3 separate regions of the Zea mays genome follow, and all the other regions are linked to region 1. A link is a contact called in public Hi-C data. All regions are on one chromosome and are shown on one strand. Each heading gives the region's core, a stretch centred on a gene start, on an enhancer-like site or on the middle of the called end of the contact. The rest is flanking DNA. Distances are from core to core; before and after follow the strand shown. Region 1 holds the start of LOC100384162 (putative recA DNA recombination family protein). Region 2 holds the start of LOC103650882. Region 3 holds the start of LOC103650874 (structural maintenance of chromosomes protein 2-1).

Evidence for each region. A called contact is a pair of places that touch in the nucleus more often than the background predicts.
Region 2: a Hi-C map of leaf shows a contact between it and region 1, with 5 times the contacts expected there. The contact joins the promoter of LOC103650882 here to the promoter of LOC100384162 in region 1. A contact is called at or near these places in 3 of 25 Hi-C or Micro-C datasets (ear, endosperm and leaf).
Region 3: a Hi-C map of tassel shows a contact between it and region 1, with 1.5 times the contacts expected there. The contact joins the promoter of LOC103650874 here to the promoter of LOC100384162 in region 1. A contact is called at or near these places in 4 of 25 Hi-C or Micro-C datasets (bundle sheath, ear, endosperm and 1 more).

The regions. Positions count from the first base shown.
Region 1 is chr3:171,053,610-171,057,195 of Zm-B73-REFERENCE-NAM-5.0, forward strand. It overlaps LOC100384162 (putative recA DNA recombination family protein), which reads left to right and starts at 1,746. Exons shown (of 8, transcript NM_001176740.1): 1 at 1,746-1,878. The coding sequence starts at 1,804. LOC100272546 reads right to left here and starts at 1,098. Exons shown (of 7, transcript NM_001147014.1): 1 at 842-1,098; 2 at 414-551; 3 at 250-309; 4 at 1-148. The coding sequence starts at 518.
Region 2 is chr3:171,357,575-171,361,209 of Zm-B73-REFERENCE-NAM-5.0, forward strand. It overlaps LOC103650882, which reads right to left and starts at 1,702. Exons shown (of 13, transcript XM_008676473.3): 1 at 1,327-1,702; 2 at 83-221. The coding sequence starts at 1,611.
Region 3 is chr3:170,669,736-170,673,549 of Zm-B73-REFERENCE-NAM-5.0, forward strand. It overlaps LOC103650874 (structural maintenance of chromosomes protein 2-1), which reads left to right and starts at 2,419. Exons shown (of 20, transcript XM_008676465.3): 1 at 2,419-3,029. The coding sequence starts at 2,499.

The sequences.
Region 1 (3,586 bases), core at 496-2,995:
TCACCTCCAACGGGCTGACTTTTGTGAAATTGAACTTCTCACTAACAAATGGCTGGAGAACTTGGTTCATTGTGAACTCAGTTGGCCGCTTCTTTTGGTCACGTCCTTCAATTAATGTTGCCACAAAATTATGTACTCCAGGTAGCACCTATGGCATGATCATGCAAAATTAAGCGAGAAATGAAATCAACAAAAGACACCTGGCCATGGCCAGTTAACAGGAGAGAATCAGATCTTGAAAAAAAAAACCTTTGTTTCACAGGAACTGATGTCATGGTGAAACAAGCCCCTTGTCTTGCGATCATCCCACTGCAATGACCGTTCATGTTTATACTTCAACTAGCATTTCTTTCGATACAAATCATAATTGTAATGCAGAAATGATGTGTCTAAGACATGTAAAAGTTACAAACCTCATTAAAAAGTTTGAGTAGAAAAGGAGACAAATTTGAACCTTCGTGCTCTGTCAGGTCAAAGCTAGTGCCATCCATGGTTAGTTTTGTTGCAGCTGAAAGCATTGCCAAAATAAATATACAGGAATCAGACAGCGCCTGCAACATATGAGTTTGTGTTAGCTAAGTTCCATACAGCTCATTACTAGCATTGCGTTCAATACAAGGTCGCTATGAACGAGCATCACTTAAGAAAATGCCCAGTTGTTCATATGGAAGTGTGTAACAGTAATCCGAAAAAATAAGAAGAAAAATGTAGAAAACAGATGCATGAAGTAGACGGATCATTTCACATTTTCGACCACCAGTTTTTCTACACCACATGTTCAACTGATCCATGTGTGCTGTCTTTCCCTGACCACAAGCACAAAGACTAATGCCGGAGTTACCTAAGAAACGCCGCCGGGAGGTTCGGTTTCGGCGAGCTCTCGAAGGCGCGGGAGAAGGAGCAAACAGCGATGGAATGGGTTGGGCTAGAAGAGAAGTGACTGACATAGGATTGCCCAACTTTTATTGCGGAGGACGAAGGTTGAAATGGCCCCCAAGGGTTGGACCTCACTCAAAGAAGGTCTTCCCCCAAATGAGCAGCTGGCTTTGGTGGTTTTGCTGAGAGATTGTAGGCGGAGAAGACGGTGGATTCACGGCAACCCCACGTGGATAAGCAACGGGAAGAGAAGGGAAAGCGCCCCGGACAGGGAAATAAACGCACCTTTCCGAGCACAAAAAACAGGCGGCAATGGCGCCCAAGGATTGGAGTCTCACTCAAAGCAGGTTCCCGAACGAGGTTTCCTACTTTCCTCTGACCTCTGAGATTTCGGTTGGATTTCGGAGCGAAGACAGCAGTAGAAACTGCAAAACTGAGATGAAATGAAAGGGATAGACGAAGATGGCAGATGGGCCACGCCACGCCGATTCAGTTAACTGATGATGGGCCATGAGAGGCTTCTGCGCCAGCCCACTGGCGATAAAAGAACCGTCAAAACAAAAAATTGGATCTCGTATACGAGGACCCACTTGCAGTCAACAAAACCATTCGTGGACCACATCCACAGACTGTGGTCATGACTCATCAGTTATTCCGAGACCCTCACAAACAGACTCTGCTCATCAGGTATTTTCGGGTCTACGGTCGGTCAATCGGAGTGTACACAGCAAGCGCCGGCCCGCGGGCGCTCTCCCGAATCCCGACACCCGGAGTTGGAGTTGGAGGAGCCCGGAGAGGCGGCGGAGCGCAGCCAAAAAAAAAAAAAAAAAACCCTGAGTCCCGCAAAACCCCTAAACCCTAGCCCCTCACCTCTCGCCTCCGCCCTCATCCGCGCGACTTGCAGCGGTTGGAGGCGAAGCCGGCTCCATGACGACCCTCCTCAGGCGCGCGTCGCTGCGGCGCGTCATTGCCGCCGCCGCCGCCTCTTCTTTTCACCCTGAGGTCCAACCCTCGCTTTCTCTTCTGTATTTAAGCTTTCTTATGGCTGGGCTGGGTTGGCGACTGGCGATTCTCGGTCGAATGCTCGATGCGTTTAGTTGAGTTTTCTACTATGCTGATTGAGAGTGAGTCCTAGTTTGGTCGCGGGAGTTTGATCGTTTGTATGCATGATCACGGTCTGTGGGGCTGATCCCTCTCGATTTCAATCTCAATTAGTGACCGGGTGAACCCTTGTAGCTCCGTGTCAACGTGTTTTATGACTTTATCCCATAACTTAATTTGTAGGTTTATCTCTTGCTTTTACCTGCTTTATTGAGCGCCGCCCGAATATCACTTTCCTATTTGGAAATGTTATTTGATCTTACTGTGTGGTAGATTTCTTTTCCTATTGTGTGAAAACAAGAACAACAACGACAACAACAAATTTTTTATTCCCAAATAAGTTGGCGTATGCTGTTAAATTTCAATAAAACCCATAAATTAGAGGTAAAATTCAATATAGACTCCTATTTAAGACTATATTTTTAGTTATACTTCATCCTTTCAAGTCTTCTTTTATTGCCTCTTTCCGTAACAACTTTTCTTTCTCTTTTCTCATTGCTATCGCGCAGTGGCCGACCAGGATTAAGTGAAGCCCTGGGCCAAATCATGGTAGGGTTGTGACAAAAGTATGCTAAAAACTAATACATGGCAAATAATGTAAAGATAGATAACTTATGGAAACCGTCGTTGTGAAGCAAAATCTTTATTCTTCTTCACCAATTGTTCCTAGTCCTGTAGTCCAGGGGTAGAACCTACTGCAGAAATGGAAAGACATATCAAATATTTGGTTAGTCCTATTCTAATCGAGAAGTCATCCATGCTTGGTTAACACGGTGTCCCCTAGGCGATGCCTAGGCGCTGACTAGGTGTCCAGGTGCCCGGACTCGCCATGGTGTGTCGCCTTGCCTGAAGCCAACACGGCGGGTGCCTGGAGAGCAAGGCGTTGTGGCGAGGATCCCTAGACATCGACTGGGGTTGTCGTGCCGAATGCCTAGGTTTAGGCAGGGTGAAACAAGCAGTAGTATTTAAGACTAAAAAGTGGGCAAACAAACCGCCATTGCCAGCCAAGGAGAAATCATTGTCGCCATTGCCAGCCAAGGAGAAATCATTGTCGCCATCATCTTCACCCCCTCCTCTGCCTCTCCTTCCCTTCCCCATCAGCTACTTCGCCTCCCCTTCCCCATCAGCTACTTCGCCTACCCTTCACCATGCTCTGCTTCACTCGGCGCACCGCCCTGCTCTGCTCTGCTCCACTGCCCTGCTCTGCTCTGCCTTTGGACTTTGTCATTCTACTACCAAGTATCTTCAGTTTCGCCTTCACTCCCTTTAGTTGCCCCACACACCTCTGAGGCCACCTTCCATGTGTAGGTTGCCATCTTCTTTCACATGTTGTTTATGTATTCTTCCTTCCAAATGCCCTCTTTGATGGTCTTTTCCTTGAAGACCTCTGCTTTCTCCCCTCCACTTTCCACTACTTTGTTCTCGCAATTTTGGCTTGTTTATCTCTATGGGCCCGCACCTAGAAATAAAAGACCGTCACCACAAGCTTATGTTGAAATACAGTTCCAGGTATCAGCTTACAATCCAAGCATGGTTGTTTATCCTCTTTTCTCATGAGGACAAAGTCAATCTTACTAGTGTTGGCCACTAATATAGGTCACTAAATGGA
Region 2 (3,635 bases), core at 452-2,951, 300 kb after region 1:
GATATATATCACTGTATAAGTCTCAACAAACATCTCATCCAACCCAAACCCCCAAAAATAGTTTATGTCATCTTGCATGTACCTGAAAAGCACTGTGTTGGAGACCCTCCAGCCAAGACATCCCTTAAGATGATACACATCAAATAAATTGCCAACACAAATTGTAGCACTGTAATGATCATTCCAAATCTTGTCCACCAAAGCCATCTCTTGTATCGTAGCTGTTCACATAAAGCTTCTGATACTATTACAATAATGGATATGCTCATATGCATTATGTTAACATATAAAATGCTAAAAGGCGACTCTTGTCTGTTGGACAAAGTAAAGCAATTGCTCCATGCTGGTGAAGGCAAAACTACCAAAAAGAAATCTCAACGGCATTGCTTACAGCAAGTTCAGAACACGCTTTTGAGCGAAAAAAGGGAGCAGTTGAGAATACCATTCTCATTTTTTTATGACTGATAATCTTCCATGAATCATGATAGAGACAGATGTAAGATTCAGATATGGTAATGCTGCAAGCTGTGCACGAGGAATGTATGAACACAGCCCTGGCTCCCAGTCTACATAATGAACTAATTAAGCCTCAAGCTGGGAAAAGTAACCCAGACACCGCTGCCATCTTGCTACACTCATAAGGCCATGACACTCCTCAGGGCAGAAGGCCAGAAGCCAAGAGGATTCTGCTGACAAGAACCACTTCCGTATTGCAAGCACCTAGCGCCACAGACATCTCAGGGACCTAAGGGCAACCGCAGTGGTACACACTCAGCTCTCTAATCTCTATAAGGAATGCATGCCAGCATCTATCCTATGTGGCAACAAATTAAATAAAGAGAGTGCTGCTATCTATGAACCTGGAGTAAAGTCTATACGCAGAAACCGATGTAGTGCAGGGAGTGTATTAAGTATTAAAAATAGCTATAGATATCTACTATAAATACACCATTGCAAAGATTTACTATAGTAGTATAGTATATAGATGATATTGATGTTGCTATAGAAGGTGTTCTATCTACGCTATTGCGGCTGCCTTAATGTCCAAAACAACCAAGCGCACCACACGATTCCCACCTCTGCCATCCCACATTACCTCGAGGTGTGGTCTGAAAACCCAATTTGCAAGGTCGAGGAGAACTTGCGTCCTATCCGGTCATTCATGCCGCTGCTACCATTACCCCGAGCTTCAGAGACATTACTACTCTACCACGCTATTTTTGAACAATTAATTACTTCGCATTTTAGGGATCAATATTAATACGCAATTTGAGGTGGATTAAATAGAACACCAGAGTGCATTGATCTCTCGAGCTTGAAGCTTACCCGAGAGAGTTGGCGAAGGTCGCGCTCGCTGTCGACGTGGGCCCCGATAGCACCGGCGGCGATAGCGGAGGCGGCAGCGCCCTGCGCGAATCCCGCCACCGCGGAAGCAAGGAGCCTAGCTGCCAACGCGGCGGACGCGGCGGCGGCGGCCGGGCCTATGGCGCCCCCGCCGCAGCGGCCGAACGCGACGGCCGCGACGGCGGCGCCCGTGGAGGCGGCGATGGCGTTGAGCAGCACCGCGCAAGCGGTGGACCACCGGACGGTAGACAGCACGCCGGCGGCCATGCCGCTGCTGCTGCGAGGCAGAGAGGGCGGAAGCGGGCAGGTGGCTAGCGGAGGCGACGAGGCGGGGGCGCACGAGGCCGGCACTGTGGCCGGGCACGAGATGCCACGGGTACCGCTGGGTTTGTTATGAGGGGGGAGAGGTGGGGCCCGGCGTCAGTGGGAGTGTGACCTGTACTGCGATTTAGTTGGCAGTTGAGCTGCTCGGTTTCGCTGCGCGCAGCGCGCTGTCTTCGAAATTCTGGTTGCGCGTGCGATTGTGCGAAGCCAAAAGCAAATTACTCCGGCTACAGTACTAGTACGCGCTAGTTCAGCGGGCCCGAACAGATCATCTCTGGCTTTAGGTCCACTGGTCAGCTACGAATCGGTAATTAGTTTTGTGTTAGTGTTAAGCCTCGGTTTGTACTAGTGTGCTAGAAAGGTCTGTTGACGCGGACCCCACACGTCATTTTGTGTGGACTGTGGACCAGGGTGTGGTTGGCATGTGCACATCGCGTAACTGCCTAGGACGAGGTCATTGCGGTAGGTGTCACTAGTCAACGTTAAGGGTCCACTCCCACTTGGCGAACACTGTTGGGATCCAGAATTTAATAAAGCTCTCATCGATTTTAATAGAATAAAAGTAAGATTTAAAATATAATATTTGAATAATAGAATTGAGTCTAAAGAGAGAACATATAGATGCCCGAGTAATATCTTCATTTATAGTAGCTCTAATTCTAGTGGTAGAACTTTTAAAAGAAATCATATATTAAAGAAATAAAATGGACTAATAAGGTAGTACTAAGCAAATAATAAAAACAAGTATTTTATCAATACCACTAGCGAGAGATAATTTAATCTTGTGCGTTCTCATATCTTGAAAATCCCTTGATATCTTATCATCTTCAATGGTTACTAGGTGAGTGTCCGTGCGTTGCAACGGAAACATATAATATCATGATAACTTATGAACAAATGTGTGGCCAAAAAAGGGGATTTCATTAATAACAATACCATAAGCCTGGTATAGAAGTTTTGACAGTTAAGAAATCTTTGTACCACCACAAACATGCTAAACAAACCACACATCAAAGAATCGATCAATTCATATGAAAAATGGTAGTAATGTAAAGCTGGTACGAGCACAAACATATTGCTTTTTCTAAACGTCACAAGTATTGATCAAGATAAGTCTAGGAATAATATGTGGTTTAATAGGTTACTACAACTAACCATAAAACTCAATATTAACCATGCATCCAAACACTTGCCCAAAGTTTCACGGTTGCGGCCTTTCGAAAGAATCTACAGCCTCCAGCGAGCGCACAGCAGCATCATACCCGTACGGGTACCTCTAAACTGTTGTCTGCACTCAAGACTCACAACAGCAAATTCAGGATTAGTTGGCCACTGAATTCATGGGCATTCTGGGGAGAGTATGCAAAATTCACGGAGGCAAAGATGACAGAAAAACAATCGACATATACTCGTGTCATCAATACTCAAAATAATCTGATCCCATCGTAGTCGTGAACACAGTTCCAAACCAGAGGTCTCCAGCGAAGTTTACAAAAGGAAGTCAAACATCCCATTTCCTAAGGGCATAGGGATTGTTTGGATGCACGTGTATATATTTCAATTCAATCCATATAGGGTTGGAGTAGTTTGGTGTGGATTCAAACCACTCAACCCTGTGCGTTGAGGTGAAGAGATGAGCATCCAAACAACCGTCTAAGAGAAGAAGAAAAAAAAACCACGCACAAATTCACCAATGAAGCAAAAAACCATACAGCCTCTCCAAGGCATCCACCGTATATGGATACAGTCGCAGGTGCAGTCAGCCAATCCTCTTGATGATGCGCACCCCGCTCTCTGTATCAACCACGTCGTTGATCTCCCCGACCTTCAGAGCAAATGCGGCCTTCTCAAAAGGCTTCTGCATCTTACCCCTCCCAAATGAACCTGCAACAAATAACCATAAACTTAATCGTCATCGGTCGTGGATTTTAAATGTTTAGAAAATGATATATGAATCTGAACAAGGT
Region 3 (3,814 bases), core at 1,169-3,668, 380 kb before region 1:
ATAGGATCAATCTTAAGCTCGAGGATAAATTCTTTAAGGTTGATCGGCTTGGCTAGACGATCTTGGGCTAAGTCCACGAGGGCTCTAGGGAACTTAGCATCAGTCGTCACTTTAGCCAGTGCTGGATTTAGAATGGTTTTGGACTCATTACCAACAAGAGTGCTGGTGGCCAAGCCCTTGTCCTTATACAACAGTGTAGATTGTCTAGCAAAAACAAAGGCTTACACTAAAAAGTTTTCTTATAACAAAAATAATGTCTACGAAATAGTCATATTGTGTAGAATTTTTAATAATTCCTTTGGAGGACCAGAATAGCTCTTTCGGGACTCATTCTTGGTGGTTGAGTCATCATGAGCCTCTAGCTCGGCAGTAAAGTCGATCGGAGGGTTGGTCATCGTTGTCGTCACTAGCTCTGAGTTATCCCTTTGAGGATAGAGAGGCATCCTAATATGGATGTTAGACTAGGGACACTTGGAGCACCGAGGACTTAGAGCCGAGGAGGTGTTGCATCATCATCGTCATCTGAGTCATCAATTGGATCACTTTCCTCTTCATCGACCTAGGAGGGCTCAATTTCCCAGCAACAACTAGAGTCTCGAGGGCTTGTTTGATGAGCTACTTAGAGAAGTGGCTTTGTCTAGCTTCTTCGTCATCCTTGGTGGCCTAAGGCAGCTCTCGTGGAGGCCAACTAACGCGTACCCATACATAGGGTACCCTAAAATCAACATAAAAGGCACTCTTAGAGATTAAAACATCATATTGTCATGATGAACTCTGACCTAATATCTCGATCAGATGGAACCTAACCAAACCCAACCTCGGTGAGCCCTAATTCGACCCTCGACCAAAAACAAGCCAAACCAGGTGAGACACAACTAAGGGAGGTCTGACCAAAATCCCCAACCAAAGGCATATTGACCAAGAGAAACCTATTTGATATTCCCACAACCCGAATTATCGGCTAGGTCGAACGTGACCCCAAGCACGTTAGGACCAGTTGTCTAGGCGTACACTCTTGATAGAACACAATAGCTCGAGAGAAGCATGCAATTAAAGGAAGGGATGGTGCATTTTTTACTCTAAACACTTGTTGCATGCCTTTTACCCTGTCAAAGGATGACCATAAACATGTACCATACGGACAACTTCGAGCCGCTTCTGTTCGATTGCCTATCTCTTGGAAATACAAGGAAAGGTAAGGCGGACAATAATGAGCTGTACAAGGATGCTCCTCGAGGACACACAACATGATCATGTAACTAATCTATATACTATATTTAGCCTGGCGTTTTTTTGTTGTGCTAGGCATACCAAACCAAGCCAAACGACATGTTTGGACATCTAAGGATGTGTTTGGTTGCCTGGTTTTTGCGTTGTCTGAGTCAGACTTTAGGTGTGTGAGATGTGTGTTTGGTTATTTGTGGGTAGGTGTAGAGTAAGATTCGGACGATACTTACAATATTCTAGACCATACTCTAAAAATCGACTAGATTGATCACATCTAGGTTATCTCCAACCATTCCCCTTCCCAAATCCCCCATTCATACTTTCTATTTTTATTTAAATACCTCCCCTCAACTATTTAACTGGGCTATTTTATCCTCATCTCCAACCATTTCCCCTATTCAGTTCCCCTTTTATCATTTAACTGGGCTATTTTACCTTTACACTTCAGTTTTTGGAGTTTCAAAAAATACTACCGTATTTCTAGTACCATAATACACATTGTTATATGGTAATAAAACTAAAAAATGTTAATTTTACACTAAATACAATCAATTAGTGGAGAGAGGGAGATTAGAGCTCCCCCTCTCTAAGGGGAAAATGGTTGACACACCCTCTTGACTTCTCCAGGGGGCGACGACGAGGGCGCTGTTTGACGTAGGCGTGTCCCTTTTGTAAAGTCCACGGTGAAAGGGGGAGCGGGAGGGTGGCTCGTAGGAGCAAAGGGTATCTCCAGCATCTTACTTATTTTCATATTTATATTTAAACTACAATATACAAACAATGTAATTTACAGTACAAAACAATACAAATGAATAATTTTTAGAAAATATGTTGAAATCAGTCAAATACTACCTGATTGGTTGCCTGAGCATCACAGGCCAGGCTTGTGCCATCTAGGTCAGCTAGAAATGGAAGTTTTTGACATATGAGCAGATGCAGTCAAATAACCTCAAAATGATTTTTTTTTTGTATTCATTCGTGCAACCCACGCTTCAAATATAGAGACAACCAAATAAAAACCTAAATAAAGTCAATGCACGCAATGGCGCAAGATGAGAAAGTACGATTAACCAATCACGCAAAAAATGAATTATTTTGTATATACTCGTACAATTCACGATTCAAATATATAAACAACCAAATAAAGACTTAAATAAAGTCAATACATACCATGACTTAAGACCAGAAAGCACGACTAAATAATCGGACGAATAGCTACTAGGCTCCGGTCAGAGGGACACGAGAATAGCTCGTCAATTCGTCATCGCTCGATGCTCGATGCCTCGATCTCGGCCACTCGGCTGCTCTCCACACACGGCCGGGTGACAAGTGACGCTCCCCTCCATCGCTTCCACTTCGAAACATTTCGAATTCCTCAACCCCCGAAAGGGCGAAAACCCCAACGCCTCCAAAAGTTTCCCGCCCGAGCCCCTCGAACCCTAGTACCATCACCGACTGGCGACGCCTCGCCGGCGGCCGGCGAGATGCACATCAAGGAGGTAACTCTCGAGGGGTTCAAGTCGTACGCGGGACGGACTGTGGTGCCGGGGTTCGACCCGCTGTTCAACGCCATCACCGGGCTCAACGGTTCCGGCAAGTCCAACATCCTCGACTCCATCTGCTTCGTGCTCGGCATCACAGATCTCCGTCAGGTACGCGCTGCCTCGCTCCAGGAGCTCGTCTACAAGCAAGGCCAGGCCGGGGTCACCAAGGCTACCGTGTCCATCGTCTTCGACAATTCCGACCGCTCCCGCTCCCCGCTCGGCTACGAGGACTCCCCGGAGATCACTGTCACGCGCCAGGTTACACATCCCTTCGCCGTCTTCATTACTTCAAGCGGCCTTCTGAAGCGTACCCTTGCTACTGCATGTTTGAGTTCCTTTTGTGTGCGTGTGTGTGTGTGTGTGTGTGTGTGTGGGGGGGGGGGGGGGGGGGGGGGGGTAGGTGATTTGGGGTTTGCGCCACGATTTTGATTTGCATATCCTCAATTTCGGCGCTGATGTGTCAAGTTGGATTAAGATGCTGCCCTGCGAACTCCGAAGAGGAGCTGCTGCATGAGGTGGTTTCAGGTAAAAGGAGATGGTGACTTGCGATGTCTGGAGCTGGAATTTTGAGGAGGTTGTGTGATTTCATCCTTCACGTCTAAGTTGTTGAATACTTGAATTTCTTGATGCCAGGGTTCAATTGTTTGTATGTTTTTTGGTTTTTGTGAACTGGAATCGTTTTGTATTTTTTGTACACTGAAGCGTTGGAGATGGCGATTCTGAGTTTGAATTTTGATATGAAGTACCTTTTGTCTCGTTGCTAAAAACTGTAGCTAACTGAGGTTTAGTGTCTGTTAAATATGTTGTTCCAAGTGCTCAACTGGATGTGTTCATGGAAGTCTGTAATTACTAATCTGCTATGCGTGCTGAATTAAATCTGTGTCTAGCTTGTTGTTTTTCAGTTTTTCAGTCAAACACCTAGTTGATGTGTATGAATCTGGGGTTCTTTTAAAATCTGTACTAGATGACCTACTTTTAATCAGGGATTGCAAATTGCTATGAATGTTGATGTGAAATGTGCCTAGAGGATTTTTAGTCAAATA